Regions from separate parts of the Mus musculus genome. Here region 2 is linked to region 1. The links are chromatin contacts, called in public ChIA-PET maps. All regions are on one chromosome and are shown on one strand. Each heading gives the region's core, a stretch centred on a gene start, on an enhancer-like site or on the middle of the called end of the contact. The rest is flanking DNA. Distances are from core to core; before and after follow the strand shown.

Region 1 (7,122 bases), core at 2,091-4,590:
TGGATTAGTTGATATGAGAGGGTCCATCTCATTGTAGATTGTTCTGAGTTGTGTAAGAAGGAAGGCTGAGGAAGCTATGAGAAGAAAGCAAGTAAGCAGTACACTTCCATGACCTCTTCTTCAGTTCCTGCTTCCTGCCCTCACTTCCCCAATGATAGATTGTGGCCTGAGATCTTTTAGCTGAAATAAACCCTTTCTTGTCCAAGTTGCTTAGGTCATAATATTTTATACTGCAATAAAGCCATAACTAAGACAGAATTATGTCACAGCATCTTTCATCTCATCATACATATTATCATTTATTTTGATGACAAATATATTGCTCAATTCCATACATCCATTGCTTCATTGCTATACTCTCTGTAGCAAAACTTCTGTATTTTGTAACAAAGTATCTTTATTGATTTATACTCATCATTTCCAATTCTCCTCCTCCGGTTCCTCTGGAATTCCTTCTAATAACATTCTTTCACCCTTACAACACAACGGATCTTGACACTGAGAAAGCCACCTTGGCTACAAATATTTCTTTTCCCTTAGCCATACAAGGTCGGAAAGCAGGCTGAAAGTCTGACATCTCTACCTTCATTTCAGATATGTTCAATGACACAGGCAGCAAGGCAACTTACTGTCATTAACCATTCCCCTGAGGAACCTTAAATTCCAGGAAGAGCTGAATACCATTCAGATGAGGATAATTTCTGAGACTAAGGATGTCTCCCAATTGTCTCAGTGATCAACAATTTATCAAATTACCACACAATTTTACAGGACATAGCCTAGAACCCAGACGATTCACAGGACTGATAATAGGCACACCCTATCTGATATTTAAAACTAAAGCTCATTTGAGTGACCAGAAGATGGACCTGGGATCCCTAGATCCTTTTATGTGTTCTTCTTCCCAATATAGCTACAATGAATACATCGTCTTTTCTTTTTTTCCTTATTACTTCTCTCTTTAATTGGCATATTGGGGATCATTGGCCAAGCCTTGCTTGTTTGTTCCAATGAAGCTTGAGCATTTTCCTTAAGAAAGCTCCAGCTACAATCTTGGTAAGTTTACTAAGAGCATTCTTTATCTTGCAATATCTCTCAGTACTACAGGTTCTTTTCTGATAGAATTTTCTTCATTTTAAATTAATCTCCAAGATATGGATTAGCTTTGGCTTTCTTTCTATTTTTGTGGACTTCCCTTATGTCCTCTTGCTTTCCTCTTTATCTCTCTGGCCTTTAGCTAGATTTTTTATTATTATTATTAGATATTTTCTTTAGTTACGTTTCAAGTGTTATCTCTTTTCCTGGTTTCTCCTCTGAAAATACCTTGTCCCTTCTACCCTCCCCTTGCTCAATAATCTCCCCATTCCCTCTTCCTGGCCCTGGCATTCCCTTATAATTGGGCATAGAACTTTCACAGGATCAAGGGCCTCTCCTTCCATTGATGACCAAAATTTCTTAAGAGCTAAGCTCTGAAAAGCTTTCCTTTTTTCACTTTATATTTGCTTCTATGATGAAATCATCTAGTCTGATGGCTTCAAAGACCACCTCCAATTTGATATTTCCAGATGTCTTATATGTATGGTTTATTCAGTGTTTTTCCTTGGGCTTTAAAAAGTTGCAAATCAAAATTATTGTTCCTCCATCATAACAATCCTGGTTCAAGTTGCCACATCTCCCTTTTGGATTTTCACAGTGTTTTCCTGAATAACTCCTTTGCTTCTTCTCTTGAATATTCTCTAGTATATAAGGCCAAACTGCATCACCACATGGACTGATTAGCCTTTTTCCATTCTTACTTGAAATAAATCCATTGTTCTCATATGGTCTATGAGGCCATTCAAGATCTGAGACTATTGGATTTATCTAATTTTTATGTTCAGTATCTGTGAGCCATTTCCCTAGTCTTAGGTCTCTTAGAAATTTCTCTTCTCTCTTTATAATATCCCTTCTACAACTATTCTAAGGAAATTATCATGTAAATAAAATATTTAATAACAGTTTTAAATGGTAGCTTAATAATATGTTTCTTAAATTTAAAACAAACAAACAAACAAACAAACAAACAACAGGGAAGGGAAGGTTGTAACACTCGGGACCTTGGATGAATGAACAGGAAGGATAACAGAAGGAAGAAAAAGCTGTGCTTCCTGAGTGCCTGGCAGGAACTTTTGTCACATGGTAGTAGGCAGCCACATGGCATGGAGAGATCACCAGAGAAAGAGGAATAAAGACCAAAGGACCAGGAAAAAACACACTTAAGTCTCTGCTCACATCAAAATGAAAGCAAGAGGGGAAAAACAAATAAGTAAACAATAAGGAAAATTGGCACGGTTCAGAAAATGAGTAATCCCAGCCAGCCAGACATCATGATGACTAGGCTCCTAGTGACTGATGGATGGCATGGATTCTGGGAAGGAAAAAAAATGTAGTATCTCTTTTAAGGAAAAGATATTTCACCTATTTCTTTAGTATGACTGTTCTAGTTTCCTTCTATTGGAGTGGTAAAACAAACAAACAAAAACAAAACAAACAAACAAACAAACAACAACAACAACAACAAAACTGACCAAAGCACCTTTGGGGGTAAAGGGTATATTTTAGTTTACACATTATGAAGTGAAATCAGGGGAGGAAATAATGCACAGGCTGGGGGGGAATGGTGCCTCCAGCTTGTTCCTCTTGCTTTCTTATACCACCAAGACTTTCCTGTATTGGCATGTACTCTAGGCAACAGTCAGTTATGCCTGACTCACTATAAAAGGGGATGCTTGCCCCCTCCTTTCTATCTTGATCTTGCTCCCACTTATTTTCCTCTCTCACCCCATTCCCCTCCCCCCTCCCTCCTTTTGCTCCTTGAACTCAACTCCTCACCCTCTGAATAAACTTTATTATATACCATATAAGCACTGAGGAAGTATATCCTTCTATGCTCATTTAAATATTTTTCTACTAAGGTACCCCCCTTTGATTCCAAAGAGTCTCTTACCTCCCAGGTCTATAGTGCATTCTGGAGGGTGCCCCCAACCTCCTATTTCCTGAGGTTGCCTGTTTCTATTCTTTCTGCTGATCCTCAGGGCTTCCTTCACCCAATACCAGATCAGGTTTCCCTCTCCCCCCTCTCTATTTCCCCCAACCACTTTCCCTCCCAGGTCCCTTCCTGCCTCCCCACTTATGATTGCTTTCTTCCCTCTCCCAAGTGGGACTGAGGTGTCCTCACTTGGGTACTCAAGTTCTTGGGTACTTGAGTTCTGTGGACTGTATTTTGGGTATTCTCTACTTTTATTTTATTTTATTACTTTTTTTTTTTTTTGGTTAATGTCCACTTATTAGTGAGTACCATGCACACCTTTTGCCCGATCGTAGGGACACAGGACATATAGAACCCACCTCCAGCAGGAAGACAGGGCATCAAATAAGGAATTGGGTTGCCATCTCTCACCCTTAGTTGTTCTTGTCTGAAAAAATTCCAGGTATGGAAATAGAGAGGAGGCTGAGGAAAAGAACATCCAGTGACAGGCCCAAAGTGAGATCAAGCTCAAAAGGAGGTCCCAAGGCCTGACAATATTACTGAGGCTATGGAATGCTCACAAAAAGGGACCTATCATTACTGCCCTCTGAATGATCTAACAAGCAGCTGAAAGAATCAGATGCAGATATTTGCACCCAACCAATGGACAGAAGCAGTTACCCCCGTGGTTGAATTAGGGAAAGCTGAAAGAAGTTGATAAGAAGGGCAATCTTGTAGAAGGACCAGCAGTCTCAATTAATCTGGATCCCTGAGATCTCTCAGACACTGGACCACCAAACAGACAGCATACATCAACTGATATGAGGCCCCCAACACAAATAAAGTAGAAAACTTCTGGATCTGTGTTCATTCAGAGATAATGCATCTAACCCTCAAGGGACTGGAGGCCCCAGGGAGTTTAGAGGTCAGGTGGAGACAGGGGTGGGGTGGGGAGGAGGTGTGAGAAGTAGAACAGTCAGAAGGTGGATGGGGGGGGCCCAGAAATGGGGTATGGAATGTAAAAAATAAAGTAATTTAAAATTTTTTCTACTCATTTCAGTATTTATCTCATTTACAGTTTAACTGCCAGGGCGACTTTAATGTGCTACTTTTGGATAATTAAAAAAAAAAAAAGCTCTACAAGGATCTGAGATGCAGTACTTATAAGAATCTGAGATACAGTCCTTCCGTTCTGTCTTATGACAGCATCTTAATTCACTGGAAAGAAGCCGGTAAAATAAAGTCTTGCAGAATTAGGAAAAGAGTGATCCTTGATCTGGTGCCGCTCCTGAGATGCAACATTGCTTCATTCAACTTCTAGAGGGAAGCCCTGATATTTTGTGTTGTTATTTCTGCCATCTTCCCCTATATCTGAGGATCCAAAAGTCTTGTCGTTCTTATTGTCTTGGTAAGGATCATAACTGACTGAAACATCCCCATGCTTTTGTAGACACTCAAACACTTCTATATTTTATTTGAAAAAAATATATTTATATGTATGTGTGTAAATCTTGTCAATATAAGTCATGCATGTGAGACCAGAAGAGACAGTTGGAGTTACAACAGATATCTGAGTCAACAGATATAGGTGTGGATAATTCAACTCAGGTCCTCCAAAAGTTCAGAGAGAGCTATTAAATGCTAAATTATCTCTGTAAATCCCCTCTGCATCTCTTGGCCTTGATACCTTGGACCTCCTACCACATGATTGATTGCCTTACAGATATTTTTTACAACAACAATAATAAACACATATGTGGTTATTTAGCTTCCACCTTAACAGGAATTGACCTAGAAGTCACATGTGACACATGTCCACTCTGAATGACAGTTCCTAGAGAGAGCAGCACAGTCCACTAAAGCTTGTGCAAGGCCAGGCTAGTTAGCTGATTACAACTTGAATGACTGAGGAGAGATTTGAATGCTGCAAGTACAGAAACAAATATTCTTGGGCTATTTTAAGCACTCTTGATATCCCTTTCTCTACATAAATGAACATATTAGTGACCATTAGGTTAATCCTTTGAAATATCCAGACACCTAGTTTGAACCAACCACAAAAGCTAACAATGCCATCCAATCCAATAGCATCTGAAGCCAATAAGAGACTTTCCTTCTCTGCTGTAACATGTCTACTTACCAATGTATTGCAATGTATTGCAAAAGTGCCTTAATTTCTTTCTTTACTCTTTGTTCAAAACCCCAAATGAATAGTTACCATTTTGGGACATGGGATTTTCAGTGACCTAACTCTATATTCCCTGGCTATGGTCATATTTGGCCAGAAAAAGAAAAAAAAAATCTGTTTTGAGGAATAAGTCATGCTTTTGCCTTGAGAGTTTAGACTAGATTAGCTCTAGTCTTATCTTCTCTCTTCTTTTCTGAAGATGTTGCAGACCTCACACACATAGCAGTCACATTCCTACATCCCTAAGAAGGAGAACAGAAATGTCTCTTTTTTTCTCATAGAAAATCTGCATAAGGAGAGATCATATGTCTAATTATTCTTCTTTCTCTCTATATATCCATTTTTTTCTCCATAACCAATGGTCTAGGAAAAAAATGATCCCCTCTTTCATTTTCTCTTTGTTCTATGTATGTCCTTAGCAGTGTTATTGAAATGGACACTTCATGATAGACATGGACTGTTCAAAGGAACTATTTGCCCAATAGTAGTATAGCTGTGCTTTAAAACTAAAAGAAAACAAGAAAAAAAATAACCATACAAATAAACAAAGCCAGAAACCAAATCAAAGCAGAATAGCAGGCATCTCAATAACTACACAACACAAATATTACATTTTTTTTTCTTTTTGGAAATAGTTCAAGTTCAATAGAAGTTTGGTTCCTTATTTAAGATTCAGAGATGAGCTAAAATTTCAGAGGAAAATGAGCCCGTCTGTCACTAGAGAAATGAACCACAAGCATTAGAACTGTGTTTATGAGGGCTATTCTTAGAGCCAGGACTTGGAGGATCACCCACATAATATAGGCATGTGACATGGAGTCACGGAGAGCCCTGCATTCAAAATTGTTGTTTAACCCTTTGTGGTAGTTGTTATAAAGTTCTCAATGAGTTTTAAACAGTTGAATCCTGCATTTTTACTTCATACTGGCTCCTATGGTAGTGCCAGGAGGCATTTTGATACTTAAACATTGAGACAGTGCTTTGTGCCTGAAGTCTACAGGCTTACTATGGTTCTTCTGCAAGGCAGGTGAGCAGAAGCAGGATATTGTGCTTAGAGAGTAAAGAAAAGGGTGAATGTTTGTTTCAGTTGACTTATGGCTTTCAGAATTTGTATAGATGAAGTTGATGGAGAAGTTATTCTGGCTTCTGAGATGTTTTCTTGGATTATCACACATCTACCAGTAGGTGAAGATAGAGCAGGACCCATCATTAGAAGTGAAGAACATAAAAATTGGACTAAGATTAAAATTCCTCTTCACCACCAAGAGCCTTCATTTACATAGCCAGCACCTCATTCTCTGCTTGCTCTTACTTCCAGAGGCTGAGAATGAGAAGGGCTTCCTGAGTATTTCAGGGCCAGAGGGGGGATTTAAAAGATAAGACTAAGAGCTACGATCATTGACAAGTGAGTGATTATACTTTAATTGGAATGAATACTAACTGAGAGAAAAAGATACTTTAAAATAAAATTCAATGTACTTGATAAAGACTTAACTAAGAATGGACCAAATAAATAAAATATCTCAACAGTTTGAACAATGAAAGAACTGAATAGTGTTGTTTTATAGTTTTGACAATAAAGTCAGTTTTTCATGCTACTCATGTGTTTATACAGAATTCTCAGTCATACCAATAACACACTGATTACATATGAGTGGAAATTTATTAATCTTATAGAAGTAACAAGCATATTTATATGCATGAACATTTTATTTTTGGAACATTCCGGAGATCGTGTCTCTAGCTGCATATGTATCAATGATGGCCTAGTTGGCCATCATTGGGAAGAGAGGCCCCTTGGTCTTGCAAACTTTATATGCCTCAGTACAGGGGAATGCCAGGGGCAAGAAGTGGGAGTGGGTGGGTAGAGGAGTGGGGGATATGGGGGACTCTTGGGATAGCATTGGAAAATGTAAATGAAGAAAAT
Region 2 (7,246 bases), core at 1,895-4,394, 190 kb before region 1:
CACATTTTCTCTGTCTCTCTGTCTCTCTCTGTCTCTCTCTGTCTCCCTGTCTCTCTCTGTCTCCCTGTCTCTCTCTGTCTCCCTGTCTCTCTCTCCTATGTCTAAGTACACAAAAATTAAGTGAAGACATTTCTTTTTTAAAAAACATTTTATTAATTTTGTGAGTTTCACATCAAGCACTTATGTCCCCCTCATCTCCATGTCACATTATGTTCCTTTGCTCTTGGAATGTCCATCAAATAAAAACACACAAATAAACAAGAACAACAACTAAAGTATAGAAAACATCTCCTTATGGAAGCTGTAGTCTGTCACAGTGTGCCACAGTATTTCCCTCTGTCCACATATCTTCACTTCATTGTTCATTTTTTCCATTTTTTATTAGGTATTTAGCTCATTTACATTTCCGATGCTATACCAAAAGTCCCCCATACCCACCTACCCCCACTCCCCTAGCAACCCACTCCCCCTTTTTGGCCATGGCGTTACCCTGTACTGGGGCATATAAAGTTTGCGTGTCCAATGGGCCTCTCTTTCCAGTGATGGCCAACTAGGCCATCTTTTGATACATATGCAGCTAGAGTCAAGAGCTCCGGGATACTGGTTAGTTCATTATGTCGTTCTGCCTATAGGGTTGCAGATCCCTTTAGCTCCTTGGGTACTTTCTCTAGCTCCTCCATTGGGAGCCCTGTGATCCATCTATTAGCTGACTGTGAGCATCCACTTCTGTGTTTGCTAGGCCCCGGCATAGTCTCACAAGAGACAGCTACATCTGGGTCCTTTCAATAAAATCTTGCTAGTGTATGCAATGGTGTCAACGTTTGGATGCTGCTTATGGGGTGGATCCCTGGATATGGCAGTCTCTACATGGACCATCCTTTCATCTCAGCTCCAAACTTTGTCTCTGTAACTCCTTCCCAGGGTGTTTTGTTCCCACTTCTAAGGAGGGGCATAGTGTCCACACTTCAGTCTTCATTTTTCTTGAGTGTCATGTGTTTAGGAAATTGTATCTTATATCTTGGGTATCCTAGGTTTTGGGCTAATATCCACTTATCAGTGAGTACATATTGTGTGAGTTCCTTTGTGAATGTGTTACCTCACTCAGGATGATGCCCTCCAGGTCCATCCATTTGGCTAGGAATTTCATAAATTCATTCTTTTTAATAGCTGAGTAGTACTCCATTGTGTAGATGTACCACATTTTCTGCATCCATTCCTCTGTTGAGGGGCATCTGGGTTCTTTCCAGCTTCTGGCTATTATAAATAAGGCTGCTATGAACATAGTGGAGCATGTGTCCTTCTTACCAGTTGGGGCATCTTCTGGATATATGCCCAGGAGAGGTATTGCTGGATCCTCCGGTAGTACTATGTCCAATTTTCTGAGGAACCGCCAGACTGATTTCCAGAGTGGTTGTACAAGTCTGCAATCCCACCAACAATGGAGGAGTGTTCCTCTTTCTCCACATCCACGCCAGCATCTGCTGTCACCTGAATTTTTGATCTTAGCCATTCTGACTGGTGTGAGGTGGAATCTCAGGGTTGTTTTGATTTGCATTTCCCTGATGATTAAGGATGTTGAACATTTTTTCAGGTGTTTCTGTGCCATTCAGTATTCCTCAGGTGAGAATTCTTTGTTCAGTTCTGAGCCCCATTTTTTAATGGGGTTATTTGATTTTCTGAAGTCCACCTTCTTGAGTTCTTTATATATGTTGGATATTAGTCCCCTATCTGATTTAGGATAGGTAAAGATCCTTTCCCAATCTGTTGGTGGTCTTTTTGTCTTATTGACGGTGTCTTTTGCCTTGCAGAAACTTTGGAGTTTCATTAGGTCCCATTTGTCAATTCTCGATCTTACAGCACAAGCCATTGCTGTTCTGTTCAGGAATTTTTCCCCTGTGCCCATATCTTCAAGGCTTTTCCCCACTTTCTCCTCTATAAGTTTCAGTGTCTCTGGTTTTATGTGAAGTTCCTTGATCCACTTAGATTTGACCTTAGTACAAGGAGATAAGTATGGATCAATTCGCATTCTTCTACATGATAACAACCAGTTGTGCCAGCACCAATTGTTGAAAATGCTGTCTTTCTTCCACTGGATGGTTTTAGCTCCCTTGTTGAAGATCAAGTGACCATAGGTGTGTGGGTTCATTTCTGGGTCTTCAATTCTATTCCATTGGTCTACTGGTCTGTCTCTATACCAGTACCATGCAGTTTTTATCACAATTGCTCTGTAGTAAAGCTTTAGATCAGGCATGGTGATTCCACCAGAGGTTCTTTTATCCTTGAGAAGACTTTTTGCTATCCTAGGTTTTTTGTTATTCCAGATGAATTTGCAAATTGCTCCTTCTAATTAGTTGAAGAATTGATTTGGAATTTTGATGGGGATTGCATCTACCTTTTCAACATAGTACTTGAAGTATTAGCCAGAGCAATTCGACAACAAAAGGAGATCAAGGGGATACAAATTGGAAAAGAGGAAGTCAAAATATCACTTTTTGCAGATGATATGATAGTATATATAAGTGACCCTAAAAATTCTACCAGAGAACTCCTAAACCTGATAAACAGCTTCGGTGAAGTAGCTGGATATAAAATAAACTCAAACAAGTCAATGGCCTTTCTCTATACAAAGAATAAACAGGCTGAGAAAGAAATTAGGGAAACAACACCCTTCTCAATAGTCACAAATAATATAAAATATCTTGGCGTGACTCTATCTAAGGAAGTGAAAGATCTATATGATAAAAACTTCAAATCTCTGAAGAAAGAAATTAAAGAAGATCTCAGAAGATGGAAAGATCTCCCATTGTTCATTATTTTAAGTCATTGGTCTGGTTCAAGATATATGGTTTCTGTGATATCACTAATATCGGATATCCTGTTATCCTGTTGTTCTGTGTCATGAACTTCCTTCAGCTTTGCAGCAGCAGGACTGGCTCTTTCACAAGTCCCAGTCATTCACAAATGATAAAGATTTGGAGGTAGGCTACCTCAGAGCCTTGAGTCTGAGCCTAAGTGGTAGTAGTAGAGTCATCTGTTCTCCCTTATCTGAACCACCAAAGTGAGTTCTCTAGCACTTCTCTGGCTAGGCCACCCAATGCAATCAGCAGGAAGATGGGTCAGCTCTCTTGCTCTTCTGCCCTCTGTGTTGACTCACTCTTATCTTAGCCTCCAGAACTAGCTCCACTGTGATGCTTAGACAAGGCCCACTATCCTAAGTGCTGCAGCCTGTGAGGGGTTGGGGCAGCTGTTCCTGCCCTGACACCCTCAGTGCTGGTGCCTTTGACATCAGGGCCAGCTCCACTGTGTTGCCCAGGCAAGGCACAGGGCCTTCTTTCCAAGTGCTACAGCCTATGAAGTACAGGGGCAGCTCACTTGGCCTCATGACCCCAGGGCCAGTTCTCCTACTGCTTCAGATAGTGAGAGGCAAGCTGGGGGGCATCACCCCCATGCCCATGCAGTCTCACTGCAGATAAATGGCTGGACCAACTTTCCCTCACTTTCACCTTCATGCCCCTTGACCAGGAAAAACATATTTCTTACACTTGGATGCTAAGCAAATTTTTATGTAACCTTAAATGTGCACAGAGGCCATCCTAGCCTCTTCCTGCTACTCATGCTTCAGTGTTGTATCATAGCTGGACACTGATTGGAAGTGATATAAACTTGCCAGGTTGTTGCTGTAGGAGACCACCCTTAGCAAGTACATGGATGAGACAGAAAAAGGTACAATTTTGGTATCAGCCATGATTTAGGTAATAGGAAAATTCAAGTGAGCATCTCCCATCCTTGTGTGTTTGTGTGTGTGTGTGTGTGTGTGTGTGTGTGTGTGTGTATACACACATTTGTGTTGCTATAGCTGAGGTTGGTAATTTATAACTAATACACCTTTATTCTGAGACCTAGCAAGTCCAAGAACAAGATCAGAATGGTAGAAGGTTTGGAGTCTGGTGTAGCATATTTTCTGCTTCCTCATGTGGAGAAAGGAATGGGATGACTAGAAAAGTGCTGTTCCAAGTCTCTCCTGTGAAACACTAACCTATTTGTGGGGCAGACTCTTTGTGTCTCAACTGATTCTTCACAGGCCCTGCATGCAAATACAATTATCGTTGATATGATGCTCTAACATGAGAACTTTGAAGGCCACCTATACCTAAAACACAGTAGTGAATATGTGACTAAAACATCACAATTTACATATGTATACTGTTGGCCAATACAGTTGCTGCATCTGTTTTGAATTAATCATTACTCCTGTCTCCATTCCCTTTTAAAATATGTGAACATTTTTCTCTTTTATCATTGCTTTGCTAGATAAAGTGATTGGGCAATGGTCTGTTCTCTATGAAAGAGACTTATCTACTGTGTGACCAGTTTTCCCACTTAGCTTTGTGTGCTTCAGTCACACCATATTATGAATCATGATCTAATGAATGCTGTGGTAACCCAGCTCCTGGAGGGATTAGCACAGATCATAGGAAATGCTCAAGTTAAGATGAGCAAAACAATTATCCCATGGCAGCGAGAAGTAAGGTTTTAGTCCAAGCTCATTTATTTTAATTGAAGAGAATTTTAAGATGATTGAAAAATACATAAAATAGAGAAAATATTAAAATACTCTAAAAAATTTAAGGAACCTTAAAGCACTGCTTATTGCATCATGATAGGTGCCATATAGCAATTTAGTAACATCATGGAGAGACTGATGTCCACCAACTTTGAGAGCAAGAAACCACATTATGAGTACAAAGGAGAATTCATTTTCAATGAGTGGCAGAGTCTTCTGTATATCTAAGTGAAGGTGATAAACATGGGAGAATAGATTGGCATGGACTATACATACACTCCACTCCTAACAATGTACTTGGTGACCAAGAGCTTTGCCTGCATCTACTGTGCACAAAATCAATATAACTGTCCTATCAATATAACTAGCAACATGTTAACAATCTAGGATGCTTGCCTACATTAGGCCTTAGATAGAGGAACAAAATCACTCCCCTTTTCATCCCCCTTTATAACATCCTATTTCTACTCAAACATATCTTGGAAACATCCCAAAACCAAAAAGAGACCGGTCAATCTGGCATAGACTACTTTTAGCTGCATGCATGCTATGGCCAAGTGTATCATCTGCATATAGTTGAGTATACAAAAATGAAGAAGTCTCTTTGGGAAAAGATATACAGTGAGCAAAGGCTAAAAGCCTGTCAATCCTAACAGAGCTTCACCTGTGCTACATTTTTAGCAACCAAGCCCTTCCTCTTGAATCCCATTTAAATAAAAAAGTCCCAAACAATAAATGGGCTCTTTGAGTACTCTTTCTCATGTGGTTCACGGTCATTTTGGACAGTGTATTGAGCCTTTTAGTGTTCTTATCTCTTTGCTTTGGAAAAAAAATATTTCTTACTACTTTATAAATTTGTGTTTATTTTAGTTCCCTGTTTCCAGTTCAAGAAACTGAAAACACCTGCCCAGAATCCAACAACTGGTTATATAAGTTTGCTAATTATAACTAAACTTCCCACTCCGACATGTTGGTTTCCAATTGCCTTTACATGCAGAGTATTCTTACAGCTTTAATCTTATGCATTCTATAAAGATACTGAAGTGTCATTTCTAAAGATCACATCTGTACTTTCCCTGAAAATGTGTCTTTGATGCCTCTAGATCTTTGTTGACATGTATTGCTTGCCTTATTTTTGTTTTTATTTTGTTGTGTTTTGTTTCCATTTCAAACAAGGATGCAAAGTCTCTTGCTGCTGGGTATTGTGGCACACACACATAATCTCAGCACCAAGAGGCTAAGGCAAGAAGATGACCAGTCCACCCAGGCTACTCAACCTGGGTTGCACAGAAAGACCTTGCTCATAAACAGCAAACAGCAAGAATTAACTTTTTGGTACTCTAGATAGATGAGTCACTTTACATTCGAAATTCCAATGATGAAGCAAGTTTCATCACGGAAGCATCTTGGCAAGGTCTCTGGCTCTGAATCTGAACTTCAGCTTCAGAACATGGCTGTTCTACATCCCTACATTAATCTCCAAAACTGTGTTCTGAATCAGCATTTTCCTGTAGGACGGAAGGTACCAATCTAGGAGATTCATCAGCTAATGGGTACAGGGCAAGTAGAATGCACTGAGCCATATCTGACATATAAATCATAAATATACTTTCTTTTTCTCAGTCACAACAATCCTAAGGAGACAATAATCTTAGTTTTCTAGGTCATGTAGGATACTATAATTCACCACATTTTTTCCTCTGTCTTCAACAACCCCCCCCCCCAACCACCACACACACACATTATACATAACCATTTGCTGAGCCCCGGCATGGGCCTGGTGGGGACAGAGTGACACAACTCTTGCCCCTGAGGCAGGGCCCCAGATGTGAACCTTCATAAGTATTGATGGTTGCTGTGGGCATAAGGCTTGTGAACCTGTGACAGCATGAGTCCAGGAGGCAAAGGTGTGGCTAATGTCTCAGAAAATGTTAAATTTTGTGACCTTCAGAACAGCCTTTAAGGCTATGGAAAAGAGCTCTAGATACATGAGTTTGAAAATATAAAATTTCTCAATTATGCAAAATATAAGGATGCACTATGAATTCTGAGGGGCTTCGTGAATCTGAAGAAACACTATGAGCCAGCTTGTCACAAAGGTATAAAGCCAGGCAGATCACTGTGTTCAAGGTCAGCCTAGAACAGAGTGAGGTTAGGCCCAGGTGTGGAAGAAATTGTCATTTCAGGGCAGGGTCCCACCCAACTAGTTTATGGTTTATGCATAGCAAAGGTAAACAGATCTCTCAATTCTTTTGCACGTTAAGAAAAATGTATGCTTGCTGACTTTTAATAATTTGAGTAAATGAGTGGATTGATATGTAAAATAAAAGACTGGACCTGTGTTCTGCTGGAGATGAGCTATCCAGAGAATTTGTCAGGGTAAAAAGAGAGAACTGCTGTGAGAACACACACACACACAAACACACAGGCACACACATACACACACAAACACACAGGCACACAGACACAGGGACAGACAGAGACAGAGAGATATAGAGATAGAGACAGATACACAGACAGACAGACAGGCAGATACACACACAGACAGACACACACAGAGACAGACAGATGCACACACACACACAAACACACAGGCACACAAACACACACACATGCAGAGACAGAGACAGAGAGATAGAGACAGATACACAGACAGATACACGCACAGAGACAGATAGATAC

What was found. ChIA-PET counts read pairs in DNA pulled down with a chosen protein or histone mark.
Region 2: a contact with region 1 is called in an SMC1A ChIA-PET map of the G1E-ER4 cell line, with 8 read pairs. The contact joins two enhancer-like sites.

Annotation. Positions count from the first base shown.
Region 1 is chr12:46,212,124-46,219,245 of GRCm38.p6, reverse strand. Gm40416 (a long non-coding RNA gene) reads right to left here. Exons shown (of 3, transcript XR_872731.1): 3 at 7,097-7,122. Among named protein-coding and RNA genes, the nearest start is that of Gm40416, 10 kb to the right of the region's middle. Within about 2 kb of position 3,340, at least 2 of the 459 cell types and tissues checked have an H3K27ac peak or open chromatin away from gene starts, as enhancers often do. A contact at or near this core is called in the G1E-ER4 cell line, where this site is marked.
Region 2 is chr12:46,401,764-46,409,009 of GRCm38.p6, reverse strand. No RefSeq gene overlaps it. Among named protein-coding and RNA genes, the nearest start is that of Gm40416, 200 kb to the right of the region's middle. Within about 2 kb of position 3,144, at least 11 of the 459 cell types and tissues checked have an H3K27ac peak or open chromatin away from gene starts, as enhancers often do. A contact at or near this core is called in the G1E-ER4 cell line, where this site is marked.